2 separate regions of the Pungitius pungitius genome follow, and region 2 is linked to region 1. A link is a contact called in public Hi-C data. All regions are on one chromosome and are shown on one strand. The core of a region is the stretch at or near the end of the contact, and the rest is flanking DNA. Distances in the headings are between cores, read along the strand shown. Region 1 holds the start of LOC119198715 (cyclic nucleotide-gated cation channel beta-3). Region 2 holds the start of LOC119198743 (myosin-7-like).

Region 1 (5,617 bases), core at 2,210-4,709:
CAAAGCTTGTAAAACGTAGTAATTATGAGACTGAAATTGGCTTATAATACTCTGAGGTATAAGAAAGAAGACCGATTGGCTGCTGAAAGTGTTCTGATTCATGAGAGAAAAGTAGTTGCATGTAGGTGAACAGTTGAGTTTTTTGTACTAATATTATGTCATTTACCTGCCATGTTTATACAGATTGAGTTTGTCATTTGTTTTACCATGTAAAGTGCCTTTGAGTGAGTACCTTCTAAAGCCATATAGAATTAAAGTGCATTATTGTTAGTATTGCATCATCAGCTTCTTGACCAGTGAGCCAGGTGTTTCTCTTCAGGCCTCTGACTCACCTTCCCTTTCGGGCCAACACTTTCTGAGACTCTGGGTAGTGGACCAGGATGTCAAACAGGTCTTTCTTCTCCAAGACGAAGAGGTTAGCGAAGCCGTAGGCTTTGACGTTAGCCGTCCGCCTGTTCCCTCCGTCTTTGGATGATTGCAACAGACTGAGAAATAGAAAGATATCATGAGATTAAAACACCCGGAAAGTGCTAAATCCGTTCACTTCTAAGCAGGGGCGTTACATGGTGGCACCATTAAACACTATGACGTTTATCACAGCGTGGAAACGAGAATTAACAACGCCTTGCATTTGCTTTGAATGTCTTTCTATTTGGTATCTCAAAGACAAAGGCTGAACTTTCTCCTGCCTGATTTCTCCGAACACGCAGCCGGCCTTCAGTGTAACGAACACGATGCTGTTGTCGGGTCCTCCCACCACCTGCACCGCGCCGCTTTTGATTATGTACATCTCTTTGCCGATGTCCCCCTGCAAGAGAGAGTCAAAGTCATTTCCATATGCGGAAACATCAAAAAGTCCGTGCAGAAGATCAGAGGGTACATATTTACACAAAGCTTGTAATCACAGGGTTTTGATGGGTGACAATGGTTCACTCAAATATAACATCTCAAACAACAATCTGATTAGAACTCACTTTTTTTACCACAAAGTCTCCAGGTAAATAGACAATAGACTTGAGCCTCAGTAACATGTCTACTAACATCTGCTGGTCACAGCCCTGCAGAGGAAATATATATATATATAGTTAATTGACTCCATTCCAAGCTGCAATCTTTAACTTTTTATTGCGCTTGTGGTGTCTTTATGAAGCACCTTGAACAGATCTATCTTCTGAAAGGTGGTGAGGTTGATGTCAACAGCGATGGCAGTTCTCATCACCAGAGGCATCTTATCCAGCAGCTCAGACTCATCTAAACACGAGATAAAAAAGGAAATTTACTCAATTAGCTACTTTTAAAGTCACACTAACCGTTTCTTCTTAACATCCGGTTTTGAGTGAGCGGATCACTTTGTGCAGTGTGACTGACCCAGCATGCCCTGTGCATCCCAGGTGTAGGTGTACCAGGTGCGGACCCGGTTCTGCACCAAGGAGGGGATGTGGTTGTTCACCATGTAGTCCACCGTGCCGTCCATGGAGGATCTGAAGTACGTCTGTGCTGCTGTGGCTGCACCAATGACGTCTCTCATCTGAGGCCAAACGAAGGTGACAATATCAACATCAACGGAGGAAAACATTGGTTCGGACAGACAACTAGCAGCACTGCCGTTTACAACCTTTCTGTGGTTGAAATGTAGCAATTAGCACAGTTGTTTTTGACTCTGTGGAGAGACAGTGTGTCTCTGTGTCACCTGTCCAATCAAACTGGAGAACACAAAGACGCCCGTGAAGAAGTTGGTCATCTGGAAGGTAATCTCAAAGACGGTATGAGGTTCGTTGAGACCCCCGATGTTGATCAGACTGCGGACAGCATAGTAGTAACAGCGCAGGTACCTGTGGGAGAGGGGGGAGGACAAAAGGACCCATTTTAATGGTTTATTTTACCCAATGGGTCAAACTAGCATCATTGGCAATACACACATATACATATATATACGTATATATATATATATAAAAGTTTCTGCACTTACGCACTGCCCAGACCGGAGTAGACCCATTTAGTTTTGCCGATGCCCTGGTAGTCTGAAGCCACATAGTAGAAGCAGGCGTTGAGGTGGAGCATGAAGAGAAGATACCCGATGGTCCGAATCACTCTAATAGAAAAGTACAGACTTACTCTTCAATCAGAGTAATGTTGTAAAAGGTGAGACCCTCATCCACCCTGCGCTTTTCGGATATTGTTTTTTAATGATGTATTTATATACGAGTAAAACAAAATATCCAGACTTACCTCCAGATGTACGCCTTGGCCATGATGCTCTCTAGACGGTCGCTGAACTCAAAAAAGGTGTCCACCTTGAGAAGACGAATGACACCGTCAGCCCAGGCTACCCCAGCAAACTGAGTCTCTACTCGACTGACTGATCAAATTCACCTTCAGCAAGCGATTTATTCTGAAAATGGACTTGAATCCATACCGCATGTACAGCAAGTCAAACGGCAGGACAGACATCACGTCCAGCTGTTGATGAGAGACAGATGTGTGAGGTCACTGACGCAAGCTGGTTCTAAGACCCAGAACCCAAGCTACAGTACCAAGAATCTGTCTGTGTTTCTGTAGTTCTTCTTGGTCACCGCTCTATCTTTCTGAAAGATGAAGATGAACACCGTCACATTGTCATGTCTTAAATCCCTCTCATCATCAGGCTACATGGGCTCCACTACGTCACACTTACTATGATGTCTCCGGCTTTGACGTACTGTTTGCGGGCCTGGAAGAAGATGGAGTCTGTGAGGTAGATGAGGTCGGCCAGCGTGTCCAGGACGAACCAGAGCGGGATGCTGCTCTCGCCGTGGTACGGGAAACACAGTCGGGCTGTGATGAACCAGGTGTTGTAGTTAAAGGCCAACGTCACCACGCTCAACCAGGCGATGTAGCGGCGGTCTGTGAAAGGGTCGATGGTGTTCCCCAGCACCGGGTCCACGAAGGTCTCCAGCGGTTTCAGCACCGTGTCCACCGAGAGCCAGACGCCGTCTTTGAACTTCGACATCAACGGCTTCTTCTCTTTTTTCTCATCTGGGGCCTCTGCTTTCTTTTTCTCCTCCTCCTCTTTCTTCTTCTGCTCGGCCTCCTTCTTTTTCTTCTCCTGCTCCCCTTTCTTCTTCTGGTCCGCCTCTTCTTTCCTTATGCGCTCCTCCTCCGCTTGCTTGTTCCTCTCCTCTATGACTTTTGCGTAGATGTCTTTGCGCAGCAATGGTGCTGAAAGGACAATATGAAGACTTAGTGTGCTTAAAGATACTATGCAATATTAAATATTTGATATCATTTTGTGGTACTCACTGACGGGAGGGCTGATCTCTGGGGATGAAGCGTATTGATCGGCCACTTTCTCCTTGTAGAGATTCAGCCTCTCTTTCATGCGCTTGGCTATGAATCTGAGCTGCTCGTCTGCATACTTATTGATGACGATGGGGGCAGGTGCAGGAGGGGCCGACTCTTGTCTAAAGATGGAAAATAACATCACACTTTTATTTTTTTGATTTAAGAATAATGGAAGAGCGTAAATTGGCCTGTTTGTTGTGTGATGAGGGGGACAGAACAATATTTGTATTCGTTCTAGAGTAATACAATTAGTGGCTGTAATCAATATTTTCTTAAAGTTTTATAGACAGTTGGCCTTGTACAGGAAACCCCCTTCAAACCGTGTGTTGCATCAACCAGCCAGATGTGAATGTAGTCAAGACAAAACAAGGCGTTTTAACTTTTCACCCTCTTGTCTTTTAAGGTCACCTTAAATGTAGATTGTAGCATAAACTTTTTCAGGATATGTCAATTGGGAGAAAATAGTTTCAACATACATCTTCTAAACATGACTCACAAAATCTAAGGAAACAGACCTTGACTTGTAATTTTTAATGTCTGTTTGTACAACAGCACCCGTTTTAGTAAATTAAATGTTTTAGAAAAGCACTTTTCAGCCCCAAACAGCCGGCCCTCCCATCGATGAAGAGGATATCTGTGCTCATGTGTCGCCACCTAGCGGACAGGATCCAACATTACATCTAGCTGACATGGGGGAGTCAGATGTATTTATGTCAAGTCATTGCTAAGAAAACACCAAGACCCGAATATATGTTCAACACTTTCATCAAATAGTACCAAAAACCTTTTCTCATGACGGTTTACAACAAGAAAAGCAGAAAGGCACACTGATGAACCCACTTCCTTTACAAAGTGTAGGATGAACTATTTCACAGCTGCAATTGTCAGGTGTGGGTGCTGGAGCAGGTTGCAGGCGGAAGGAGGCAGGACTCAAACGCAGGAGTTACCAGATATCCAAAAGGTGCTCTTTATTCACCAATCTCAAAAACAAAGGACGTGCACCAACGATGACTGACTAAGACAATGACGCGACAAAGGACAACAGGCACACGGGGCTTAAATACACAAGGGAGGTGCAGGTGATTGGACACAGGTGGAAGCAATCAGGCAATCACATGTCAGGACAGGAAGTGAAGCTCACCCAGAGACACGAGACACAAGAAAACTACAAAATAAGACAGGAAGAGGACCCAAACCGTGACAGCAATATGCCGATTTGGACTACAGTCCTCCACAGTTGAGTGCTACACATGAGTTGCATTAGTCAGGGAAACAGCTCTGCAAAATGACCATGCAAAAAACTGTAAGCCGTTAGACAGTTAGATTTAGCTGCAACTGTGTGACTCTAAATGGTTCTTTGGTAAGTTAAATAAGAAATACCTTCATTGTATATGGTGAGAGGAGAAACACACCTAAACACCTTGTCGGCTGTGCTTAAAATTACAGAAGACCTTAGAGTTTAGACACATGTATCTAAATGTTCACCTTTATTCATTTATTTTCATCATAATAAACTTTCCCTTTTTTTCTATTCCAAGACCACTATTTGCAGATTCAAATCCTGTTTTCAAAATAAAAGGTCTGACTCTGGCATTAACCCCAAATAACGTTCCCAAATCTAAACGACTTCCCAAATCAAGCTCCTCCTCACTCTGCCGCCCGTCCTTTATCATCCAGCAATGAAACATTTAGAACATGTCTCATCATTTGGGAAAGTAGTGTATGCAACGTGTATTTACAATTGTGAGGATCTGCCAAATGTGTCGCTTTCATGGCTTTCAATCCTTGGCCAGAAGCTGGCCTGAAGAAGAGCTTCTTAAACCTGTAAAGCTGAAAAGCTTTTAATCCACTTTCAGGTCACCCCGTTAATGTGCATGTGGCACCTGGGGATGAATATGGCCATGTGACGTTCACTTCTGAAGGCTTTGTCTCTCTTCCTATCTGCGCTCTCTACGGGGAATGTGATTAATTAGTGAGGGTGATTATTTTGATACTGGTTCGTGGTGTCGGTGTCTTGGCAGACGTGTGTTTTGGTAAGCTAAAGTGGAGTTCCTCTGGCGATAAAAACACTACACATACTCTCTTTAATTGCTTCTGCTGTACTGACGGTGCATCTCCCCTGCTATCAAAATGTCCAATCAGGTAGGAAAAACGCAGACGAAGGTGTGTTCAGAGTTTCTGCTGAAACAACTGACTGCAGAAACCACCAAGGGTGCAGGTCTTACCCCTCAAGTCCAGCTTGATCTGGGTTAGTTGGAGCTGCTGGAGGAGCTGCTGCTGGTGGTCCTGCTGGAGG
Region 2 (5,617 bases), core at 1,817-4,316, 340 kb after region 1:
TGCTATTTAGTGAAAATGTGACATTGATATGAAATCTAATAGAGGCAACACAGATGCAAATTTACTTAATTATGAGTACTTTTAGTGTGTGAGTATTGTTGCAATTAATATTGCTTATGCTGATGACATTATCAAAGTAAACCTTTTTGCTAACTGTTCCCCTACTTGAATATTTACCCTGCATTCTGGTAGTATTATTCTTCAAAAAATCTGATAAGTTACATAAAGGAAGATCTATTCTTGCTCGTCATCAGATTGCAGACATGTGACAGGACGTCCCGTCGGCCAGCTGTCTGTCTTCGTCAGCGGACACAGCAGAGAGACGTGGTGACGCTTGTAGAGCAGCTGGGAGTCTATGTATATTGTTGTGTTTCAAAACCTGGCCCTCAAGGTTAGTGTCGCTCTAAACATGAGGTGTGGAGCCGTGAGAGCCAAAGTGCAGGAGGCCGGTGGGGGGGAGGGGGGGGGGTTGTGCAGGTCCTCATACTTTCTCCAGACATACAAGAGCACATTATCGCCTTCACTTTCCCTAAAGCACTACAGCCCCTCGACCTTTAATAACGAGACCCTTTAAAGTGAAGCATTTAAGCGCCGGCGCGTTGAGCTCAGCACCTTGTTGGCTCGATTGAAGCGAATACCTTGTTTTCACCTACTACACGAGCAAGTGAAATTCAAAATGAATACCTTTTGGTGTTCGTTGTCCCTACGGGAGCTCAAGACGGTGCCAGAAGGCCCGACTCCACGTCACGTCAGCTGAGAGGCGAGGTGCAGACGGAGAGCAGTGAGGAGGCCAATTAGAAGCCCTCCGGTTTCAGGGCTTGAGGTGTTGAGCGTCCCGTGTTGAAAGGGTCTCGTCGTGCAATGCAGGGGCCTTGGAGGACCGTCTGAGACCCATTCTCACCTCGCGGGCGGCTTTGCACGTCGCCTGGTGCGCTAATAGCGGGTTTGAGCCTTGTGATCATTGCGGCCACTCGAGAATTCAATCACTTAATGAAGTTAATCCTTCACAGCCCCGTGCAGAAGTGCCCTCTGCGCTCTGCTCGCCCGCACCAGTTAACTTAGAGATAACGGAGTTTGTTCTGGTGGCGCATGATGTTGTTTGCATTGTCAAAAGAAGTCTGTAGGTTAGGTTTGGATCTCGGTCCAACTAGAAAAGATCTAGAATTCCACAGCAGCTACGACTCCAGACAGCTGACTTCAGCGGAACCGAATAAACCAAATAAACTGGTTTGACTTGTTGTTCACTGTTTTTAACACTGAACGACAATGAACATTTTTCCTGATAGAATTAAAAGACACAAAGCGTTTTCCCTTGAGTGCAATAGCAGGAATCCTAAAACACTTTCACGGGCTTATCTTTGTCCTCAGAAGGAAACAATGCGGGGGGCCAACGAGGCGCGTCAGTGCCGACATAGAGAGCTCTGATCCACTTGTTGAGCAACAGCTGCTTGGGATGCTTTTCACACTAAACTGCTGCATCTTTCCTCCACGTGGTCTTTATTTCACCCTTTTATTTTAGTAAATGACCCCTTCATGGTTCCAGCTCACTACCAGCAGCTAAATCTCATGTCCCAGTAGTAAACGAAGCAATGCAGTTTTATAATAGCCGTTTCATATTGGTGTGGGGAGGGGGGTGTGAGACAGAGCCAGTTAGTGTGAGGGTGTGAGACAAGTTTGATCGTACGTGTCACTGCACACTTTTGATCCCCCCCCTCCCTCGGTGTGCCAAAGACATTCGTGGTGGCTTTGTGAGTGTCATGTGGTTCTTTGAGTTCAAGGACAAAGCCATAAACACCCCGCCCCCCCCCCGGTGCCCCGTGGCCCGTGTTCAAGACAACGAGTTGGAGCAATGACGCATTCACATAAGGATGATGGCCCAAATCATTCAGAACTAATCATTTGTTTCAAATTCGTAATCAATTTGAAACAGATATTGACCTCTAATAAACACAGTTGACCCATAGTATAACACACACACACACACAAGAACAATAGAAGCACGTCCCATGACATGTCTGTCCACAAGTGGCCATCTGTCTACGTATAGACTTGAAACAAAGGCCCGGTATAAGAAGCCTGGTGGAGCTTCATCATGGGTGTTGACCGACAGAAGGACGCGAGGCAGCTGCGAATGAAAGCCTCGCCGGCGCCCTTGATGTCCGGAGGAATGGTGCGCTGGGGTCAACCCGTGCAGACCCACAGGGCCCGCGGTGGAACGTGTGAAGCCGTTGAAGTCAAACCGCTTCTGTGCTTCTTGAGGAGGTCTTCGGGAAGTCTGCTCAATAAACACCTGATTTAAGGATCCCCCTCTGTTAACGCGAGGGTTATTCCGAAGCATTAGCATTAACATGTACATGAGAGAAGTGATAAGTGTCCGTATACGTTCACCACATGGCCCCTGAGAGCCGGCAGCTGTCATACCCAGTCTTTTATTTTAGATGGAGGAGGGTCAGCTGACGTCCAGGAGGAGAAGTACCAGTCAAAAGATTCACAGGTTTATCTTTGTCCTCCAGGAAAGAGAGAATGTAGTCTAATGAAGTGCATACTATAGTGACAGCGGACCAAAATGTCTGTAGTTTAGACAAAATGTATAAAGGAAAATGCTCACATTTTTATGTAAATCATTTTCATGTTATTAAAAAAAATGTAATATGTATGAGAAACATAAAATATTTCACCTAAAATGACATCAACTGAATTATCTTTCTATCTTCTATAATTAAATAAAATGTTTCAGTCACCTGAAGGACAAAATAAAAATAGATGCTTAGGTCAACTCAGAAGTTCCAATGCATACATGATCGCTTTTGTCCACACCTTTTTATCTCCATATAAAGATCTGTCTTTTTTTTTGATGAGCGTCCATTGTTTTCTTCCTCTCTCCTCATAGGTTGGCCGGGTGCCGAAGCTCTGCCTGCGGGATGAATATAAAGAGGGGTTCAGAAAGAGGAGCAAGGACGGGATCACAGCACCTGCAGGCAAGTATCCATACATTTTTGACCCATGACTTAACTATTATGTCACATGTTGAAAACACACTGTGAGCGTTTTGTTTTATTTTTTTATAGAGAGAATTCACTAAACCTTTCCACGCAGAGAGGAAAAGGAAACAGGTAAATAGGTCTACGCAGTCAGCTTCTCCTCTTCACAATCATAATTCATGGCTAACTGCTATTACTGAGAATCAGAAACTTTCAAATTGTTGTTTCACAGTTATCAAGATGTCAGGCGACGCCCAGATGGCGGAGTTCGGCGCTGCCGCTTCCTTCTTGCGAAAGTCAGATAAGGAGCGTCTGGAGGCCCAGACCCGAGTCTTCGACATTAAGAGGGAGTGTTTCGTGCCCGACCCTGAGGTGGAGTACGTTAAAGGCAGAGTCATCTCCAGAGAAGGGGACAAAGCCACCGTGGAAACCGAGTTTGGAAAAGTAATTGTGTTTTGGTTGAAACACTTTGGACACAGTAACTTCTAACAGTAAATTCTAATTGAGATATTCTCCATGGTCAACATTTTCAGACTACCGTCCATAAGGAGGTGGATGTCCACCCTCAGAACCCGCCAAAGTTTGATAAAATTGAGGACATGGCGATGTTCACCTTCCTCCACGAACCAGCTGTGCTGTTTAACCTCAAAGAGCGATATGCAGCATGGATGATCTACGTATGTGACCAACCCGTTTCAGAGTTTTTTTCTCCCCAAACCTGCACTAAATCTTTCTTCCAAATGAACGGCGTGGTTCTTACGTGTTGTTGTCCACAGACCTACTCAGGGCTGTTCTGCGTGACTGTGAACCCTTACAAGTCTCTGCCGGTGTACGACCAGGCGGTGGTCAACGCCTACAGGGGAAAGAAGAGGAGCGAGGCTCCTCCGCACATCTACTCCATCTCTGACAACGCCTACCAGTACATGCTCTCAGGTACGTTCAGCGCTTTAGAAACGCCCACCTCCGGCGTAGCGCTTTGTGATCTCTATATCCCAACATTTAAAGATAACCAAAACGTGGTCTTAATTCTTGCAGATAGAGAAAACCAGTCCGTCCTCATCACGTACGTTTTTTTCATAAAGTCTCATCTGGTTCCAAACCCGAGGATCCCATTTTAGTTTTTTGTCCCTTTTGACGTGCGCAGTTCATGTTTGTTTTCACACGCAGCGGAGAATCTGGTGCCGGAAAAACGGTGAACACCAAGAGAGTCATCCAGTACTTTGCCAGCATTGCGGCGGTTTCTGGTAAGAAGGATGCCGCTCAGGAGAAAAAGGTTGGTTTGATTATTATATATATATATATATTAAGATGCTTTCACAGAATCCCACAACGTTAAGTTTTGTGGCATTTATTAAATACACAGGGTACCTTGGAGGATCAAATCATCCAGGCCAATCCTGCTCTGGAGGCCTTTGGAAATGCCAAGACCATCAGAAACGACAATTCCTCTAGATTTGTGAGTTTCTTTATTACTCCATTCTTTAAATAAGGAAGTGTTACCGCCCCCATCACCTTCCCCAAATCCAAATTTACTAGCAGCTACTCAACACAGATCACCGCTCTTCCCATTTGTGGATGAAATGGGTGGATTTTAGGGCACTCAATCCAAATCTGTCACTTCACCCTCTTTGTATTGATAGAATAAAATTGTCTTTTGCTTACTTTCTCAAAGGGCAAATTCATTCGAATCCACTTTGGTGTCAGTGGGAAGTTGGCTTCTGCTGATATTGAAACATGTAAGCGGGGGGGGGGGGGGGCACTTTGAAATCTCCATGGTGCAATACAAAATCTTTGGAGGTTGTGCACTTCAATCATATCATTGATATCTTTGTCAGATCTGCTGGAAAAATCCCGTGTCACTTATCAGCTCAAGGCTGAAAGAGACTACCACATCTTCTACCAGATTCTGTCCCAAAGGAAACCAGAACTTCTGGGTAGGCCCTCGACAAACCAAAGAATACGTTTGAACATGAAGAAATGCAACTTACTCACGCAGACTGAAACCTTTCCTTGACAGAAATGTTGCTCATCACCAACAACCCCTATGACTACGCCTTCATCTCCCAAGGAGAGACAACTGTAGCCTCTATTGATGATGCAGATGAGCTGATGGCTACTGATGTAAGAAACCGAGTGCATGTGTGTGAACTCCATTCATGGGATTTTACTACTAACGTGGATGTATTTCTTTCGTGTTTAAGGCAGCTTTTGATGTCCTGGGCTTCACCCAAGAGGAGAAGAATGGCATCTACAAGATGACTGGTGCCGTCATGCATTATGGAAACATGAAGTTCAAACAGAAGCAGAGGGAAGAGCAAGCAGAGCCGGATGGCACAGAAGGTAAAAGACCATCAAGACTATATCAAACAAGAGTATAACTACCACCAATTCAGAATTTGTATCTGCTTCTCTTGAACAAAATGCATTACAGATACAGACAAGGTTGCATACCTGATGGGTTTGAACTCTGCTGACCTCATCAAGGGCCTTTGTCACCCAAGAGTGAAAGTAGGCAACGAGTGGGTCACCAAGGGTCAAAATGTGCAGCAGGTAAGGCGCCCCACTGACATCTATCCTGGGTCTTCGAGGATAAAGTGAGGATTTAATTGTAATTGGTTTTATGCCACTTCTTAGGT

What was found. A called contact is a pair of places that touch in the nucleus more often than the background predicts.
Region 2: a contact with region 1 is called in a Hi-C map of muscle, with 3 times the contacts expected there. The contact joins the promoter of LOC119198743 here to the promoter of LOC119198715 in region 1. A contact is called at or near these places in 2 of 2 Hi-C or Micro-C datasets (both in muscle).

What each region holds. Positions count from the first base shown.
Region 1 is chr19:13,910,024-13,915,640 of fPunPun2.1, forward strand. It overlaps LOC119198715 (cyclic nucleotide-gated cation channel beta-3), which reads right to left and starts at 3,460. Exons shown (of 14, transcript XM_037456165.2): 1 at 3,280-3,460; 2 at 2,675-3,198; 3 at 2,535-2,585; 4 at 2,374-2,460; 5 at 2,230-2,294; 6 at 1,970-2,092; 7 at 1,691-1,832; 8 at 1,369-1,528; 9 at 1,154-1,251; 10 at 975-1,058; 11 at 690-808; 12 at 333-485. The coding sequence starts at 3,460.
Region 2 is chr19:14,250,586-14,256,202 of fPunPun2.1, forward strand. LOC119198743 (myosin-7-like) reads left to right here and starts at 3,067. Exons shown (of 38, transcript XM_037456217.2): 1 at 3,067-3,113; 2 at 3,214-3,425; 3 at 3,515-3,658; 4 at 3,758-3,914; 5 at 4,017-4,044; 6 at 4,149-4,254; 7 at 4,345-4,437; 8 at 4,654-4,717; 9 at 4,817-4,915; 10 at 4,999-5,102; 11 at 5,183-5,321; 12 at 5,413-5,531; 13 at 5,616-5,617. The coding sequence starts at 3,222.